Regions from separate parts of the Mus musculus genome. Here region 1 is linked to region 2. A link is a contact called in public HiChIP or PLAC-seq data. All regions are on one chromosome and are shown on one strand. The core of a region is the stretch at or near the end of the contact, and the rest is flanking DNA. Distances in the headings are between cores, read along the strand shown. Region 1 has its middle 22 kb from the start of Fam136a. Region 2 holds the start of Dusp11 (dual specificity phosphatase 11 (RNA/RNP complex 1-interacting)).

Evidence for each region. HiChIP or PLAC-seq counts read pairs in DNA pulled down with a chosen protein or histone mark.
Region 1: a contact with region 2 is called in an H3K27ac HiChIP or PLAC-seq map of embryonic stem cells, with 2.7 times the contacts expected there. The contact joins the enhancer-like site here to the promoter of Dusp11 in region 2. A contact is called at or near these places in 11 of 115 datasets of contacts at active chromatin or transcription factors (bone marrow-derived macrophages, embryonic forebrain, embryonic hindbrain and 6 more) and 2 of 9 other capture datasets (adipose tissue and pancreatic islet).

What each region holds. Positions count from the first base shown.
Region 1 is chr6:86,342,323-86,345,716 of GRCm38.p6, reverse strand. No RefSeq gene overlaps it. Among named protein-coding and RNA genes, the nearest start is that of Fam136a, 22 kb to the left of the region's middle. Within about 2 kb of position 1,891, at least 13 of the 459 cell types and tissues checked have an H3K27ac peak or open chromatin away from gene starts, as enhancers often do. A contact at or near this core is called in embryonic stem cells, where this site is marked.
Region 2 is chr6:85,960,376-85,963,755 of GRCm38.p6, reverse strand. Dusp11 (dual specificity phosphatase 11 (RNA/RNP complex 1-interacting)) reads left to right here and starts at 2,089. Exons shown (of 9, transcript NM_028099.4): 1 at 2,089-2,318. The coding sequence starts at 2,221.

The DNA.
Region 1 (3,394 bases), core at 642-3,141, 380 kb before region 2:
GCAGACTTCACTGGGATCTGAACTTTGGTCCTCATGCTGTGTAGAAAGTGCTTTAACTGCCCTGGCATTGCCTCAGGCTGCCCTTTGGTTCTTATTACTCTTGGACAAAGCACTTAACCGTGAGCCTGTGATGCTTCCGTGAAGCCTTGAGGTTTTACTGAACTCATGCAGCTGTGGGATACAAAGGGACTTAGGGTGAGGTATACAGGCATAATTGGATGCACATGTCTATACATCCGTCTGAAGGCTGGATACAATCCCTTAGATGTTGCCTGGACTGGGCATCTCATGCCGTGGTCAGTGTCTTTCATCCTCATTGGTAACAGGTTCCATACCTGCTCCTTCCTGACATTGACCAATTTTGATGTTGTATCACTTGGTGGAAAGGAGTGCAAAAGCAGATGCTTAGCCAATCAGGATGCTGCACCTAGTGGAAAGGAGTGCAAAAGCAGATGCTTAGCCAATCAGGACGCTGCACTCATTTGCCTACAGTGAGGAGTGGGCTGGAGATGAGTGTGTGATCTAAACAGGGCCAATCAGAACCTTCCTTGGTTCTTCTATGCAGAAGCAGACTTGAGGAGCCCTGGAGGTGGTGGTACTGGACCAGCTTCAACACCTGCTATGAGAACTGTAAAACCCTGGTCTTAGTCAGTGTTCTCTTGCTGTGAAGAGACACCATGACCACACTAACTCTTATAAAAGAATTAATTAGGATTGGTGTACAGTTTCAGAGGGTTAGCCCACTTTCATCATGGTGGGGAGCATGGCTCTACACAGGTAGACATGCTGATGGAGACATAGTTGAGAGTTCTATGCTGGGATCCATTGGGCCTGGCTTGGCTTTTTGAAATCTCAAAGCCCACCTCCAGTGGCACACTTTCTCTATCAAAGCCACACCTCCCAATCCTTTCAAATAGTGCCACTCCCTGGTGACCAACCATTCAAATCTACGAGCCCACGGGGGCTCGTCCATTCAAACCACTACAGCCCCTTTCGCCAGAAGGGAGGGGAGGGATTCTTCTTTTTAGTAAGAAGAAACTAGGGTTTAAAGAACCCGAGAAGTCACTAATGGCTCAGCAGCCAGCACCAGCAGAGAGAGGCTTAAGCCCAGACCGTAGTCTCTAGAAGCCTGTCATAATGTTATATTACCCTTCCATGGATGGCACAGTCATGGAGGCTCCAGCAACATCACTGTGGTACCCTTCGCCTGCCAGGTGGGCAATCACCGTTTTGAGCCATGGCTGTTCTCTGGGATGAGGTGAGCATTTTGCCTGCGGGCTAAAGGGTAACTGTGTTCTCAGTTCCCAGATGAACAGTGGGCAAAGCCCATCTGATGGTTATAGTTTATGTCATGCTGAAGGCGGGGCAGGCTCTTCCAGAAGTCTGATGCTTCAGACCCAAGAGGACTGTCAAAAAAAAAATGTCTCAATTCTGGAGGGCACGTGGGAATAACAAGCTTCAGGAGATGGTGGGCAGCGCTTTTTCCATTCAGATGTCTCTCCTCCTTTAATCAATTACCTTCCTCCGGGGAGGCTTCTGTCTACTTTTTCTTTTTCTGGAAAGGTCAGGCAGCAGGGACTGCATCCCTGCCTCCGCCCCTCCCCCCTCTATCCCCTTTCCGCACCCCCTCCCCCGGGATCTCAGCTCAGGCTTCCTAGTTCAGGGGTGAGATTTATCTTTCTTCCTCTTCTCAGAGAAGGATGAGTTCACAAGTGACAAGAGTGGTCTTCTGTTCTTCCTTTTTCCTTCTCCAAATGCTGAGAGAAGTGGGAGGCTAGCTTGCAAATGTCACGGAAGCCTGTAAAATGCTGAGCGCAGACGGATGCCAGGAATAGCTGGGGTTGCTGGATTGAGGAGATGGGCGACTCCATCATCTGCTAAGAATCCATTGTTCTGCAGCTGCCTGGACACAATGGCGAGGCTGAGGCAGGGGAGACAGAGGGGGTGGGGTGGGTACTGTGACTAGGTGTTTCTTTGCGAACCCCGCTTTGGGGGGGTGGGGTGGGGTTCTGTTGGGAAGAGGAGCAGGGCAGGGTTAGTCAACAGGCAGTCCATGGGTGGGTTTAGAACACCCAAAACCGGGGACTTTTGGGATAGCATTGGAAATGTAATTGAGGAAAATACGTAATAAAAAATATTAAAAAAAAAAAAAAAAAAAAAGAAAAGAAAAGAAAAAAAGAAAAGTGGTGCCAAGCCCCAAACTCAGTAGAAAAGCAACAGTATACCTCAAGGACAGATAATCATCCTACTTGACTCTATAGCCCACATTCTCAGTGCACAGATGCACAATGTAGGAATACATGTCCACCTGCACTTCCACACCCAAGGCTTTGCAGGTGAACTCAAACTAGCAACATGAGTGCTAGGAAGGACTTTCAAACCATAGCAGGGACCTTAAGATTTTTTTAAATATAATAAAACTCCTTTTTATTTGAAAAAAAAAAAAAAAAAAAAAACCACCCAAAACCAGGGCCACAAATCGCAACCAAACAAAGCAGAACAAAACAAACAAACAAACAAACAAACAAAAAAACCAACAAGTACTCAAACAAAGAAAGGGGGCAGGAGGCATCTCATTGGAAAGATTTTGAACTTCTTTGGGTAAAAGGAAACTTTGAAGTCTCCAAGGGCAAGTCTAGAATTTTCTTCAGTGTTTCATGTTGGGAGTTCCAGATGGTAGGTAGGCTTCATTAACTTCACAGGGCAAAGGCACGGCGTGGATTATGAGACTGTGTAGTCAAGGAAGACCTTGAATTCTGCTGGAATTACAGTGACGCACCTCCATCAGTTTATGTCCAGATTATGGTGCACCGGGCACAGAAGAGCATGCTAGGCAAATGCTCCACTCACTGAGTCACATGCCCAGCCCTGGGCTAGGAGTGCTACTGGGTTTAATGGTGCTGGAATTCTCTGTGGGCAGCAGATGGTTTGACAAGCAGGCTATGAGTGGACATAACAGACATTTTAAAATTATTTTTAAGATTTATTTTACTTATATGACTATTTTGGCTGCATATATGTATTTATACCACATGCATATACCCAGTGCTGAATAAAGTCAAAAGGTCAGAAGGTTAAAATAAGGCCTTGGATTCCTTAGAATTGGACTTACAGACAGCTGCGAGGTACCATGTGAGAGAGGTGCAGGGAGATCCACACAGTCTGCTGGAAATGGAGACAGAAAGGTCAAAATAAGTAATCTTAAATCAAAACATGGGGCTGGCGAGATGGCTTGGTGGTTAAGAGCACTGCTCTTCTGAAGATCCTGAGCAATTGACCTGGGTCAATTCCCAGCAACCAGATGGTGGCTCACAACCACCCGTAATGAGATCTGATCTTCTGGTGCATCTGAAGTCAGCTACAGTGTACTTATATATAATAATAAATAAATCTT
Region 2 (3,380 bases), core at 840-3,339:
CATTATTGTCAGAATACTCACCTTACAATTATTGTAAATATTATGAAAAATAAATATAAGCTACATTTAGAAATTTCAAACTAAAAGTTTAAGCTTATTTTAAAATTTGCTGTCATAAATTTCTATAATCTGGGACTTAGTCCACTTCTCTGCAGATGACCTCCCTGTACTTTGGTCTTCCACTTGTACGATTCAGATGTCCCCGGCAAGCACGGGTCCTGAGATTGTGTAGGAACTTCAGACTTGGGCTCCTCTTTTATTTCAGGGTTATTTTTGGTGCTTGCTAAAATATAAAGCCATGATGTCCACAGCTATTGTGACACCTGGCAAAGCGATATCAGTAAAACTGGCTGTGGATGGAAAGGTGAGCTGACAGCATTTTTGACAAATAGAATGAATTGCTTTTTTAAAAGTGTATTTCATCCCAGTAATTTCTTGTCTAGGTATTCAGATGCAGTATACACCTATAGGAATGTTCACACCACAGTGTTTTCTGTAATAGTAGATCAGAAACACAAACCAAACCAAACAAAAACTCCAATCAGGTTAAGGTGGCCCATACCCTTAATTCTAGAGCTGAAAAAGGAGCAGGCCGATCTCTGTGATTTCAAGGGTAGGTTACTCTACAAAGCAAGTTCCAGATCACAGAGCATTACATAATGAGAACTTACCTTAAAACAAAAAAACTCCAAACAGGTAGAGGAATTTCAATATTGGAATGGTTTAAAAAAAAAAAAAAAGTTGGGGGGGGGGTTGGAGAGAAGGCTCAGCAGTTAAGAGCATCGACTGCTCTTCTGAAGGTTGTGAGTTCAAATCCCAGCAATTTCATTTCTACATGGTGGCTCACAACCATCTGTAATAAGATCGGATACCCTCTTCTGGTGTGTCTGAAGACAGCTACAGTGTACTTACATATAATAAATAAATAAATCTTAAAAAAAAAAGTTGGACCGGGCCATGGTGGTGCATGCCTTTAATCCCAGCACTTGGGAGGCAGAGGCAGGCAGATTTCTGAGTCCGAGGCCAGCCTGGTCTACAGAGTGAGTTCCAGGACATTCAGGGCTACACGGAGAAACCCTGTCTCGAAAAAGAAAAAAAAAAGTTGGTATTTTTAATTATGTTGGTTATAATAAGTGTCCTGTGTCATTCAAAATTAGGAAGAATATGTATGTTTCCCTGCCTGTGACACTATACACACATATATGGATGGAGAAATATGTTAAATATATCAAATAAGGAGAAATATGTTGTATAAAACTTTTGATTTATTTCTTTTTGGCGGAAAAAAAAGATACACCCGTGTGAAAGCAAATATCATGTATATACAAAATGTAAACAATTGACAACGTTCACGAAGAATGCAGGGATCAGAGGGTTGGGGCTGGATTGTCTGTTCCTCATTTGGAGCAGTTCGGGTGGCGCTATGAGACCCCAACTTAGAGCGTTTCTCCCTGGAAGGTAAAGCCCCTGGATGTTCCCCAAGCTTGTTTTCCCTGATCTTTAAAAATACAGCTAGAAAGAAGCTCTTTGTTCTCTATAGCCAGCAAAAAGCCTTTTTGTTTCTATACTGTACAACCAGAGATGCCTGCCTTCCTGTGCCGAGGACACGGAGATAAAAATTCAGAAAGAACTCACTCCCCACTCCTGCCTTGTAAATTTCACCAAGGACGCCCAGAAGAGCTCTTCCCAACTCCTCCCACTTCTCCTCCCAACTCCTCCCAACTCTCCTCCCAACTCCTCCTACCTCCTCAGCTAGCTGTTAAAAGTCCCCTAATGTCACCGCTCGGGGTTGAACTCCTCTGCCCTGCACGACAGAGGGACTTCTCCTCAGCTAGCTGATAATAAAACCTCTTGCAGTTTGCATCAGGTGCATCTTTTCTCTCGAGATGTTGGGGTGTTGGCCAGTTCATCCCAGGACTTGAGCAGAGGCCCAGCATCGGGGGTCTTACAGCGCTAGCAATTATTCACATAGCTACAAAACCGGCCTCCAGCTAAGTGCAGCACAGTCGAAACCGAAGGCAGGCTGACAAACCCTACTTTCAGTGCGACGTGTGTCGTCAGCACGGCGGGGCAAGGCGCATGCGCCCTAGCGAGACGTCGACGCGTCGCGTTCCTTTGCGGGCGCCTCTGGATCCCGCGGCCTCTTCTGGCCTCCCTGAAGTCGCCACTTTGGCCGCTCTGGCACGCCTGGCGTTGGGTGGGCGGCATCTCTGCGCCCACATGAACCAGCATTATGGCCGACATGGTCGTGGACGGGGCCGGGACTTTGCTGCCTGTGCCCCACCCAAGAAGAAGGGCAGAAACCACATCCCCGAAAGGTAAGCGCTTTGGTTCCGGGCTTGGCGTTCCGGCTGCCTCGGTGGCCTCGAGTCTCCGAGTGTTCCCTGGCCTCGCGCCCCGCCGCCTCCCAGGGTCCTCCGCGCCGAACCCCACCACACCTCCCCACCCCGCATTCTGGGGTCTTGGGTCTGTCCCGACAGGACTCTGTGGAGCTCGGGCCTGGGCGGAAGTGCGCGGTGGGGCGCGGCTGCCTGTATTGAGGCGTCCCTTGATCTCCGAAGCCACAGGCTTCTGCTTGTGTAGGCGCTGTGCCAGGATCCGGCCCGAGCTGTCGACACCCTTCACTCGGTACCGGCTCGAGGGGTTCTCTTGCTTTCAGGATTCGGAAAGCGGAGGTGTCCTTTGAGGGAGTTAACCCTGCCTGGGCCAAGGGCTAGTTTTAGGATTTTGCTCACTGGTGCAATGAACCCTTTACTTGCGGCTGTTTGCTTCCCCTCTCCGATTTCATCTCCACAAAAAACGTGGCTAGACCGGCCTCTCCCCTTCCTAGAATTCATCAAATCCTTTTTTTTTTTTTTTAATCTCCACAAATAAACAATACCTAAAACTCAGGATCGACAGAATGCTCTGCCCCGACTTCCCGGACTTCAGTAAGCACTTCTTTTTTATGTCTACAAATGAGCACTATCTAAAATTCAGGATGGACGTGATGGCCTCTCTCCCTTCCCAGAGTGGATATCTTTAGATCCTGTCAGCTAACCTCCAACATCATCCCAGTGTAGAACTTGCCTGACAGCTTGCAGAAGACAGCTGTCTGTCCACTGGACAATCCATTTTTAACATACCTTCTATAGTTAACTATTTAACTATTAATTACTAAGTAAAGTATAAGTAAGTTATAAATAAATTGTTTATTGATATTTTAATGTAGCTTATTTCATTATTAAATTATCTATTGGATATAAAATTGTTAACTAAAAATTAAAAATAATTTTAGCTATTGCTTATTTGTGGAGATAAAGCAAGATAAATATCAAGTAGTAATTGTGAGACAGCTCATAGATGTAAGATAAAGCTTGACTTTAAGAATAAAAACCTTC